Linked DNA regions of Mus musculus: all the other regions are linked to region 1. The links are chromatin contacts, called in public promoter capture Hi-C maps. All regions are on one chromosome and are shown on one strand. Each heading gives the region's core, a stretch centred on a gene start, on an enhancer-like site or on the middle of the called end of the contact. The rest is flanking DNA. Distances are from core to core; before and after follow the strand shown. Region 1 holds the start of Fer (fer (fms/fps related) protein kinase). Region 2 holds the start of Ppp4r1 (protein phosphatase 4, regulatory subunit 1). Region 3 holds the start of Txndc2 (thioredoxin domain containing 2 (spermatozoa)). Region 4 overlaps Vapa (vesicle-associated membrane protein, associated protein A).

Region 1 (2,621 bases), core at 56-2,555:
CAAGTGCTCTAACAACGATTCACAACTCTTGTGCATTCCACGTTCTTGAAAAAGATATTCCTGGACCATAAATCTGACAAGAGAACTTTATAATTGTTTTCTGAGAAAAAGGGGGAGAGACTCTCATCCATTTTCAACTGTAAGATATCTGTGTCCTTAAAGTATGTTTTGGTTTCTTGGTCTTTGAAACTGACTTAAGTGAATAACCATTTAGAATTTTAAAAAGTATTAATTCTTCTTTGGCTCTAATCTAACTCAAAGGTTTAAGGGTGGGAGGGGAAATGGAGCTGTCAGACTTGTTGCAGGCGACGAATGTGAATGTGGCTGAGCTCACGTACAAGAGGACACTGCCTTAAAAAGCGTGCTACAGCAATCCCGAGAGTGACGCTCCATGAACACCTATCACAGAGCTCCAGATCACCTACTAAGATCTGTTCAGGTCCACCTTACTCCTGTTTTGTACCAAATTGGCAAAGGAGCGCTTCGGAAAACAGCCCTCACTGGAAGAACACATCAGTTTAGGCCCTCGCTTTCTAGACTTTCCTAGAGGTAAGTACTTTCGAGGGGACCGCTCCCAGGACTCGCGGCTCTCTTTGCAGAGCATCCTCATGTTTCCAGAGAATGTCAGCTCGTTAGCGTCTGACACTGCAGGCACAGGAGCGGGAAAGGCAGTTCTGAGCACACCGCAGAAACGCAAAGCCGATTTAAAGGAATCCACGTTACAGCACACGCAAGCAGAGCGCGGGAAGGTAGAGTTCGCTGCACAGCCAGCTCGGGGTGGGAAGGAGAGCCGGCCCTCGCCGGTCCCCCGCGGGCGCTCCACGTTTCGTCACACCTCCTTTCCGGCAGGGCCGCGGGGCTGACCCTTCCGGGCGGCCTCAGCTTATCACCCGGACAGGCTACTTCCCGGCTTTGGCCCCGCGAGTCTCCGGAGTTTCCTGTCAGGCTCCCTCGGTCTCCGCGCCCATCCCACCGCTCAGGCCGACGGCTGGGCTCGGAGAAGCGGGATCTTCTACGCGAGAGACCGCAAGAACAAGCTTCGACGGGAAACAGCACGCAGGGCGGTGGCCACGGCCCACGCCTCCTCACGCCCGCAACTCCAGCCTCCGCCCACTCGCTGAGCTCCGCCCCTCGCGGGTCCGAGCCAATGGGCCGCGCCCGCCTCCTGGGAGGTTGTAGAAGAGGGGGTTGGGGCCGGTGGCAGCGCCCGCCCCTTGCTCCTTCTCATTGGCTAAACTCTCGGGGTGCCCGGAGACCGGAGTGTAGCGGGATTGGCTGTCGAGCCTCGCAACGGTGGCGCCTATTGGCTGGAGCAGTCCCCGTGACGCCGGGTGGCGACTGGCTCCCGGGTCTGAGGGGCTTCTGCTTGTCAGGTTCTAGGTAGGTGCGTTTCACGCCGCCGTCCGTAGGCACCGTTGCCCGGGGCAACGCCCCGGGAGGTGGGAAGGAGGCCGGAAGGCGAGCGCAGCGCGGGGGTAACCGTTCCCGCCTGCAGGGGGGCGCCGGGCTTTTGGCCCAGCGGACGCGGGCTGTGCGGAGGCGCTTCCTCTGCCCTCAGCCAGCTCGGTCCCCTGCCGGGGCTGCGGGGTCACACTCGCCTCATCCTACCCGCGCGACGGAACGTTCCGGGTTGGGCTTGGGTCCGGGCTGCTCACCCGGCCCGCCAGGCCCGCCCCTCCTACCCGCCCGGGACCCGGAGGCTGAGGGGGCGGTGCCGGCCGTGGCGGGCGCTTGGCCCCGCCCCGTCGCGGGTCGCGGGTGTGCGGGGCGTGGGGCGGGGTTGGGAGCTGCTGCGGTGGGGAGCCCGCACCCTTTCCCTTCTTGCGCTCCTCCGACGCTCGCCCACGGTGCCCACACCCCTTCTGGTCTCCTCACCCGTCGCCGCCCTCTCCTGTGGCACCCAGCCCCGAGAGTTCCCGCAGCCCCTTTCATCAGGACCCTCTGACCCTGTGTCGCCTCGCTTCAGCTTCACGTCCCACTGCCCCTTTGGTTCAGGGCAGCCTTTCAGAAGTCCGGCCCAGGGAGACTTCTGGAGGCATCTGGACTTGTCAGGGGTGATTTTTTCCCTAAGGGCTTTTTAGGGGTCTGAGGTATTTGGAGGCACCTTTGTGTCTTCCTTGGACTCCTCTTAAGATCAGCCCTCCGAAAGGAGTTCATGAGATTAGTTTTGGTAAGAGCTAGGGCTCCTTTGAACAATTAAGTTTCCATGAGGTGGTCGCTTGGAACTCTGTGCATTTGTGATTTTTGTTGGGCATGCCATTGCAATTTCAGTTTGTTCGGGCAGCCTTTCATTTTCAATATCTTATGACGTAAGAGCAATGAGGCTTTTGATACTTTTACTTCGGAAGAAGCTGTATATATTCACAATGGTCTCACGGTCACCCTAACATATGCTACTCCAACATGTACAGGAGTTTTCAGGCATTTTTCAGAAAGAACCTTCTCAACCTGAAGTCACCGTATATAAACGTCTGATGTCAGAGAATCTAAAGATAAGGCCCACAGTATTTTAGTGGTTAACATCTAAAAAATACTTTGCAGTCCATCTGTGAAATAAGAACAGGTTTAAAGGAAAAGTATTGCAAAATACATGGTGTGGTTTAGGGACTATTTATATACAC
Region 2 (2,621 bases), core at 62-2,561, 1.9 Mb after region 1:
AAAGAAACAGGAAGAAGAAATTAGATATACCTGACTACGAAGATCAAGCTTGCTCCAAGAAGCTCATCAACCCTCATCAGCAGGAAGTAGTCCAATATATAATGATGGCCCCTTCCACCCCTACCCTTTTTTAGTATTAGGGAGTTGAAAGGGTGAAAGAAGAGGGGTGGAAGAAAGAACACACAAAGTAGCCAAAGACCACCTACAACTTGTTCTGATTCCCCGTGTTTTAAAATGCCAATATGTTGCCTTGAATTAGGACTATGGTGCAGAAAGGAACAAGCTGAACCTTTAAAATCCTCCTTTTTTCATATCAGACTCAAAAACGGGCATCATGTATGAGACTCATTTTACGGGCGACCATTCTGGAGACCTCACTGATGTTGGATTTAGACCTAAGACTCACAGAAATGGGACGGCGAACTGGAGTCAGAAAAATCTGGATTTTGCCCTACTTTGCCTGGGGAACCTACAAGAACCGTTTAACTCTCTTCAAACAAAGGGACCAGTAAGATGTGTGATAGTTCACTCGAGAAAAGCGCTGCCAATCCCAGGCACCCGGCGACCGGACTCCCGAGGTAGCAAGCACGGTGCTGGATTCCTGACAGTCTGCCATTCCCCGGAGAGGCGGAGGGGGCAGGTATCCTCGGCGATCCTCCCTGCGGTCACAAGGCTAAGAACCGCGGAGTGACTGGACTCGGCCTGGCCCGCGCGCCCGGGCCGCTCAGGGTCAGCTCGGGCGGGCGCCAGGGGAGCGCGCGGGCTCGGAAGCCGGTGCCGGGGCTTTAACGTGCCGCGCCGCACGGGAAGGCAGGCCGGCTGGGCCGGCGGAACTTTTGTCATTCAAACCGTCGTCCGGCCCGGGGCCTGGGCTTTGTTCAGTCACTCGCGAGGCCTGGGCGCGCGGGCGGAGGCGGCGCTTCCTCCACTCGGAGGCGGGAGGCTCGGCCGCGGACCGCCGGCGACGCACGAGCAGGTCTGGGAGGGGCGCGGGCGACGAGCGGCGCGCGGCGGAGCGGGCGGCGGCCAGCGGTGGGCGAGGCCGGTGACCCAACAGAGCTGCGGGCCGCGGGGACCCCGCCCGCCCGGCTCGGGCACACGCCGCAGGTCCCCCGGCGGGCAGCTCGTGCCGCGCTCCGCACGCTCGGCGCCAGGGCGCCTCTAGCCACGGGTGGGAGCGCGCCTCGGGGCCGGGCCGGCCGGGCGCGGGAGGCGGGCGGCGGGCAGCGGGCGGCGGGCGGCGCGCGGGCGGGCGGGCGTACGGGAGCCGCCGCCGCAGGCCCGGGCCTCGGCCCGCCCCGCGCGCGCCCCCGCCGGCCCGCGCGCGCCCACCGGCTCTCTACTTGAGCGGCTCGCGGAGCGGGATCCCGGGAGACGAGGAGGCGGGGGCGAGCACAAGATGGCGGGTACGTGGCCCCAGTTCCCCGGGCGGCGGCGGCGGCGACGGCGGCGGCTCCCCGCGCTCGGCAGTGCCCGGGAGAGGCCGGCGCGGGGAGGCGCCGCCGGGCGGGCGGCGGGCGGCTGGGGCGCGGCGCCGGCCCGGGACGCTGACCCGGCCTTTCTTCTCTCCCCCGGCGCAGACCTCTCCCTGCTCCAGGAGGACCTGCCGGAGGACGCGGACGGACGTGAGTGGCGGGTGGCCTGGCAGCCCCGGAGGGCGGCGGGCGAGCGGGCGGACTCGGGACCCCGCCGCGCTGGGGAGCACCCGCGTGGTCGGACCTCGGCCGCCGCCCGCAGGCTCGGGCCGCGGGGCGGCTGTTGGGGAAGCAGAAGCCCGTGGGGCGGAGGCCGGAGAGGGGACATGGGTGTGTTTTTCCTGAGTGTCTTCCGCACCCTCGCCCCGATGAAGGAGGCGGCGGGTGCCGGGAGGTGTTTCCGCAAGGCTCGGGGGGCTGTGCGGCGTGCGGTGCTCGGCCCGCCCTCGGGGGTTCCCTCGCCCTAGTGTGTGCTGGTTACATACCTGTGTTGTACTTGACCTCTGAGCCGTTTCGGGTCCCCACCACCACCACTCACTCACACATTTGATTTCCGATTTTCGGGGAGGTTAGTAGGTGTGACCTTGGCAGGATGCAGTGACTAGGTTCAGAGAGCAGCTTTTTAAAATTGGGAGTGTTCAAAGCTCATTCTGGTACTTAAATGCTAAAATTGCAGGTTTCCGTTGAGATATTAAAGTTTTTAAAGAGTTGACTCTTTTTGTACATTAAAAAACAAAAAACAAAACCCAGTCAGCTTGTGGACATTGTTTCCATGTGGTGAAGGAAATGAGTTATTTAGAAAGATATCTTTCATTTTGAGTGTGTTTTGTGTTTTTCTAAGCTTCAGAAAATAATGGTGGTTGGAGACAGAAAAGACTATGACTTAGCTAACTTTATATGGGAAGAAGTTGTGAATTACACTTAAGTAGAAATGCTTTCTACTCGTGTTAATGTTTGCAGATAGAGTGACTGGTGGAAAATGCATTTTAGGAATAAAGTGTGCACAAAATGTTATTAAGTGTAGTTCATGGGAGATCTGAAACCAAGAAATATGCAGAGTTGAGCTGGTTGCTGTGATACAAGAGCTGTCTGGTGAGGGGAGAGAGCCTGCCTGGACTGGGGAGTGTGATTTCATACCTGTTCCGG
Region 3 (2,621 bases), core at 41-2,540, 1.8 Mb after region 1:
ATCACATGATAGCAAATATGTATCTCCTGCTGGACTGTCTTTTCCCTCCTCCATAAGCCCTCCTCATGTGTCACCATCCTCCTACCTTCTGCCTTGTGGCTAGTCCCAGTTGGATCAGCCATGTGTACCTCACTAGGCATAACTACAACCGAATTACCTTTCCACAGGCTGGGGTGAAGCTCAATCGTATAACTTGCCTAGCACTAGGTTCCATCTTTAGCAACACAAAGCGCATGCTTGCTCTTGTACATGTGCATGCACACGCACATACACATATGCACATGCGCATGGACACACACACACTCCTCCTGTAAGTGCAGACTACTCATGTGCAAGTAAGCATGCTCATGTGTGGGTACACACATATGCTCCTGGGCACGCATGTGTGCGCACACACACCTTTCAGAAAGAGTTCTGTTATCTTTTTCGAGGTCGCTTGCTTGCTTTCCGAATTTACTCTGCCTAGCCATCCAGTCCCAAGAATATATGTGAAAATTGAAGTTTTGCATTTAAGGCAAAGTTTTAAATTATTTTATGTTTATGGGTTTTTGTTTACAGGTCTGTCTGTAGGCACCACTTACATGCCCGGTGTCCAAAGAGGCCATAAAAGAGCATCAGATCCCCCAAAACTGGAGTTACGGACAGTTGCGAGCTGTCATGTGGGTGCTGGGAATCAAACCTGGGTTCTCCAGAAGAGCAGCCAGGTGCTCTTAACCATTGAGCCATCTCTCCAGCCCAAGGTCTGCATTCTTAACAGAGATGTATTTCTATGTTTCTTTTACCACACTATATACTAACAGTCAAAATGAAAGAGGTTGTCTAGACAGTGGCATGTCCATGTTGTCTATAGAAGCTTTGAGACATTGACTAGAAGCGACGTAATCATCTGGGCTTGGATAGCAAACATATTCTACTAAGGGAAAAAGGGATGCTGGTATCAGCCCATGCATTTCTTTCCTAATAGAATATACATTCTCTGTTCCTTCCTCCCCAGTCTTGATCATACCCACCCACTTCCCCTTTCCCTCCTCCTCATGTAATCTCAACACATTTCCCTCCTCACTCCATGTCCGTCTCTTTTCTGCAGCCCACTGAGTCCGATTAGCGCTGTCGGTTGGAACGCTGGCTGGTCTTGCTGGTTTGATCTTGTGTGGCGGCTGTGAGTCCGTGAGTGCCACAGCCAGGAGACAGCATCTCACAGCATTCCTTCCCCTATCACGTGCATCCTTCTTCTCCTCTCTTCTAGGATGGTCCCAGGAGCCTTGTAGAGGAGGGTTGATATAGGCGTTTCATTTAGGGCTGAGTGCTTCTCAACCCTTTCACAATTGTTGGTGTCATAGAAGGGATATTGTTACACGGGGCTTCATTCCTTGGATGTGGGCTTTACAAGGCAGCAAAGGATGATGACATTGTGATGTCAATGAGGCTTCCCAGATGAGAGGAAGGGACAATTTCTCTTCCACGCTGTGAGTGGGGAAGCCAGAGGGTAGGCACATATCCGGTCTCAAGCTAGAAGCATCAGTGTAGATGTTGGCTTCATGTGCCCACAGGAAACCTGAAAGCTGAAAGTCATGCTCTGATGTTCTCACTGAGGAGTCTCCAGGAAGATCCACATCCACAATGGATGCCATAGCCTATTCAGGATTTGTCCCAGCAGAGAAGTGAGTGCAGGCCCAAGACAGTGGGGTAGGGGACACAAGCCTGCAGGGGAAATGCTAAGGATCTGTCCGTCCTACGCATACCCGAGTGAGGCTGGGAACAATTAGACTAATGGACCATGGAGGCCTACAGATGGCAAAGCAGCCTGTCTGCTGGGAAAGGGGATATGGTCAGAGGCAAGAATCACTGTATTAGAAAGAGGACAGTGTCTTCTGGTACATCAAGGGATTGCTTGTGCTTCTCAGCCCAGGGCCAAACAAAGCCAGGCCACACTTCACAAGGGAAACCAGCAAGAGGTCAGAGAGCCTGGCACAGTGAATCCATAGAGCTCTGTGTACCCACCTGCGTGGGAGAGGGAGGAACCTGAAACACAAGGCTGTCGCTACAGCAAAGAGAGCCCTGGGTGCTGAAATTCTAACAGGTTCGTTTAATTTGTCATGCCTGCTTCTCTGAGCTCCTTCTTAATCCCATTGAGGAAAGGCTCAAGGGGAAGATTTAGATTCATTAAAAAAAAAAAAAAAGCGTTTGAAGCTGCACTAAATCCAACTGTCTTAGCGAGAGCGAGGAAATCGGCCTCTGCTGTGGCTGCTGCCTGGATCTTGGTCATGTGTTAGCTTGGCAGAGCTCTGCTGGTGTTTTCCTTTTCCTCTCGCAGCTGATGGATTTCAAGACACTCGAAACACTAATGGTGCTGAAGAATTTCCATTCCACTCGTGGTGTGTTTGCCTTCTGCACAGGCATGTCTCCCAGTCGCCCAGGAACCCTTCTGTGAGTCAGGGTGTGTCTTACTTAGGAAGCAAATAACCAGCTATTTTAAGCACAAGAAGGTTTAGGCAGTTATGAAATAGCCTGAAAGGATCTTATTTGGTCTCCAAACAGTGTGCAGTATGGCAGAACAGACCTACCCATGGGGCTGCCGCCGCCAAGACTCCAGGAAGACTGGGGGAGGAGGCTGCCACGAC
Region 4 (2,621 bases), core at 35-2,534, 1.7 Mb after region 1:
TGCATACCAAGATGGGTTCAAAAACTTAAATTATCCTCAAGAGGCACAAGCAGCCTTTTAACTTTCAATTATTATTAAATTCATTTTGTGTTGATTTTAATTTAGATAACTTAGACACTTTTAATATAACTTATTTTTAAACTGGATTTTAAACAATTACTCAGAATGTGTTCATTTGTTTAAATCTAATTTTAAGAAAACAAAGGATAACTGATTGGTCTTTAGACTTTATTCCCAGATCCCAATAGCATTCACTTTTACGTCTCCAGACCTGAGTTGCCTGTACCAAGTTTTAAGGCTCCAGTTCAATTTATGTTACGTAAATCCAAGATGAGGTGATAAACAAATCAGTAATTACTAATGTATATTGGATACATTTACAGTCAGGTTCTACTTCTAAACAGTCTCACTGAGCCTTAAATAACTTACTATTTTAATATTCTATAAACTTGAAAATAAAAGCTGTAGTTATCTTAAAATTTAGGGATCACCTAAGTTATCAGGTCACCAAGAATTTTAATACACACATTTCTAACTCCATGATCTGTAATGACATAATCCATTTTTCCTGAGCCTTTTGTAATTAACAAATGCAGGAGTTGAAAGCTATTGTTTTTTTTGTTTTGTTTTTTTTTAAAAAAAAAAAAAAAGGAGTAAGTCTGTGTGAGCACAGAGAGGTTTTCCCACAAGTTAAAGTCTCATGGAGCCACACATGCTGTCAGACCTGCCACCTATGGCACGTGTTACAAAGTACTGTCTCCTTGGAAAGGCTGTCTAAGAAAGGAACATTTGGATAGCACAGTAGATCTCACAGCAGGAATACGTGATGTGTATGGAAGGAACTACTGTAAGCAATAAACAAGGAACAAGACACTGTTGTCATTTACACTGAAAGGAATAAAAACTCATCTGATTTTAAAAGTAGGCCCAAAACAGGCATTTTTTTTTTAAGACTCAAACGCTTCTGTAGATGCACAGAACATGATTTAATCACAAAACAGTGCCATTTCAAAGATAAATAAGAACACAAGCTACAGTGGAAAGCTGTGGAAATACAGAATAGATAACATTTCAAATTGACCCTAGGCAATCATACACTCCCACGTAAGTCTCGAGGAGGAAAGGTTCAATAAAATGTCTGTACGGTAAGATACCCAAGGAACATCTTTACACAAACACTGAAGCCAAATAATAAACAGATAAAAACACTAAACATCAAATGCAACAGTCATGAAATGTCAATATTCAAACCTACAAAGGTCTAGGACATGGAGTACTACCTGAAACAGTCACAATTGACCCCGGGTCAATAATCCCACTGTTGGGCCGCACACAGTACCGGCGAGGTGCTGTAGTCTTCACTTTGAAACACACTTTTCTATCCGATGGATTTTGCAATTTAAGATTTGTAGTGACTACATCTGTGAAGGGGCCTGAAAGGTAAGGGGCAGACAGAGAAAAGATTAACTGGAGTCACAACAAAAGCATAATTCAAGATTAAGTTAATATAATCTCAATCCCACTTTTCTAAAGAAAACAAAAATTGTCTCTCTTTTTTTTCAACTTTTGATGATTTCATCCATAAAATAACTATGATTTTTGTTCTTTAATTTTGGTTACATTTATCATGTTTGTGTTGCACATATGAACATGTACATGTCACAGTACGTATGTGGAGATCAGAAGACAACTTTTTACAACTGGTGCCCTCCTTTCGTTATGTGGGGTCCAAAAATCCAACTCCAGTCCTCAGGCTTAGCAACAAGGATCTCCATCCAATGAGCCATCTTGTCAGCCAAACTGTACTCATATAGCATGTTCATAACACATCACATGACTGACACAAGTCCCCCAGTGGTCTTCACCAGTGCTAATCTTTACGTTCACAGGCCAACTACAAAACTAAAACCTGACAGTACTCACTTGTCTCAATTCATTCATGCACGTGTATTAAGTACTTATGAGTGGTATGTCATATGCTCTATCTAAATACGAAGTCTTGTCTTAAAGCTTTAATTCTGTACTCAACAAAACGAATTCAAAAAGCTGACCCAGCTCTACTTAACCAGTATATCCTCAGTTTTTTGTTTTGTTTTTAAAACGGGCTGTGAGATGTGAAGATAAACTTATTTGGTTTCATCTGAAAAGCCAAAACAGATTATACAGTCTAAGTTTCACAGCAAGAATTTCTTGTTGATTTTGAAGGCATTTTAATTGTTTTAATGGTCTTGTAATGGTTTTCTTGTTTAATGGTTTTAAATGGCCTTTTAAACATCTATTTTATGCTTTTGCTTTTTATTTGTCAAAGGAGTGATATTGATGATCTTAACTAGAGCACTAAGAAGACTACTGGAGCATGGCTACAGTCCCACATTCAACCACCAGCACCAAAAAGGGAGGGAAAAGTCAAGAAGCCTGAAGGAAAAGACATTATAAAAGCCTTCCTATTTTTATCTAGCCTTTTTCATTCCCTTATTTGTCACTTAGACTGTATGTCTACATGCACAGCATCATCAGGATCAATGCTTTCCTACCATGTGGGTTCAAGGGATTGAACTATTTTCAAGCTTGGCTGCAAGCTCCCTGAACCAGAGTCACCTTCTAACCTGTTTGAGTCATAA

What was found. Promoter capture Hi-C pulls out the DNA fragments that hold promoters and counts their contacts.
Region 2: a promoter capture Hi-C map of pre-B cells shows a contact between it and region 1, with 3 times the contacts expected there. The contact joins the promoter of Ppp4r1 here to the promoter of Fer in region 1. A contact is called at or near these places in 7 of 39 promoter capture datasets (the 3T3-L1 cell line, 3T3-L1-derived adipocytes, cranial neural crest and 3 more) and 2 of 115 datasets of contacts at active chromatin or transcription factors (the NIH/3T3 cell line and astrocytes).
Region 3: a promoter capture Hi-C map of the SN4741 cell line shows a contact between it and region 1, with 5 times the contacts expected there. The contact joins the promoter of Txndc2 here to the promoter of Fer in region 1. A contact is called at or near these places in 2 of 39 promoter capture datasets (the 3T3-L1 cell line and the SN4741 cell line).
Region 4: a contact with region 1 is called in a promoter capture Hi-C map of liver, with 2.6 times the contacts expected there. The contact joins the enhancer-like site here to the promoter of Fer in region 1. A contact is called at or near these places in 6 of 39 promoter capture datasets (the 3T3-L1 cell line, cranial neural crest, hippocampal neurons and 3 more), 2 of 115 datasets of contacts at active chromatin or transcription factors (astrocytes and embryonic forebrain) and 2 of 9 other capture datasets (adipose tissue and liver).

The regions. Positions count from the first base shown.
Region 1 is chr17:63,862,676-63,865,296 of GRCm38.p6, forward strand. It overlaps Fer (fer (fms/fps related) protein kinase), which reads left to right and starts at 1,306. Exons shown (of 19, transcript NM_001037997.3): 1 at 1,306-1,380.
Region 2 is chr17:65,782,044-65,784,664 of GRCm38.p6, forward strand. Ppp4r1 (protein phosphatase 4, regulatory subunit 1) reads left to right here and starts at 1,312. Exons shown (of 20, transcript NM_001114131.1): 1 at 1,312-1,406; 2 at 1,581-1,625. The coding sequence starts at 1,400.
Region 3 is chr17:65,640,914-65,643,534 of GRCm38.p6, forward strand. It overlaps Txndc2 (thioredoxin domain containing 2 (spermatozoa)), which reads right to left and starts at 1,291. Exons shown (of 3, transcript NM_001146002.1): 1 at 1,064-1,291. The coding sequence starts at 1,068. Gm35477 (a long non-coding RNA gene) reads left to right here and starts at 1,397. Exons shown (of 5, transcript XR_003952220.1): 1 at 1,397-1,466; 2 at 1,551-2,080; 3 at 2,315-2,427; 4 at 2,539-2,621.
Region 4 is chr17:65,593,622-65,596,242 of GRCm38.p6, forward strand. It overlaps Vapa (vesicle-associated membrane protein, associated protein A), which reads right to left. Exons shown (of 6, transcript NM_013933.3): 2 at 1,281-1,433. Among named protein-coding and RNA genes, the nearest start is that of Vapa, 19 kb to the right of the region's middle. Within about 2 kb of position 1,285, at least 3 of the 459 cell types and tissues checked have an H3K27ac peak or open chromatin away from gene starts, as enhancers often do. A contact at or near this core is called in liver, where this site is marked.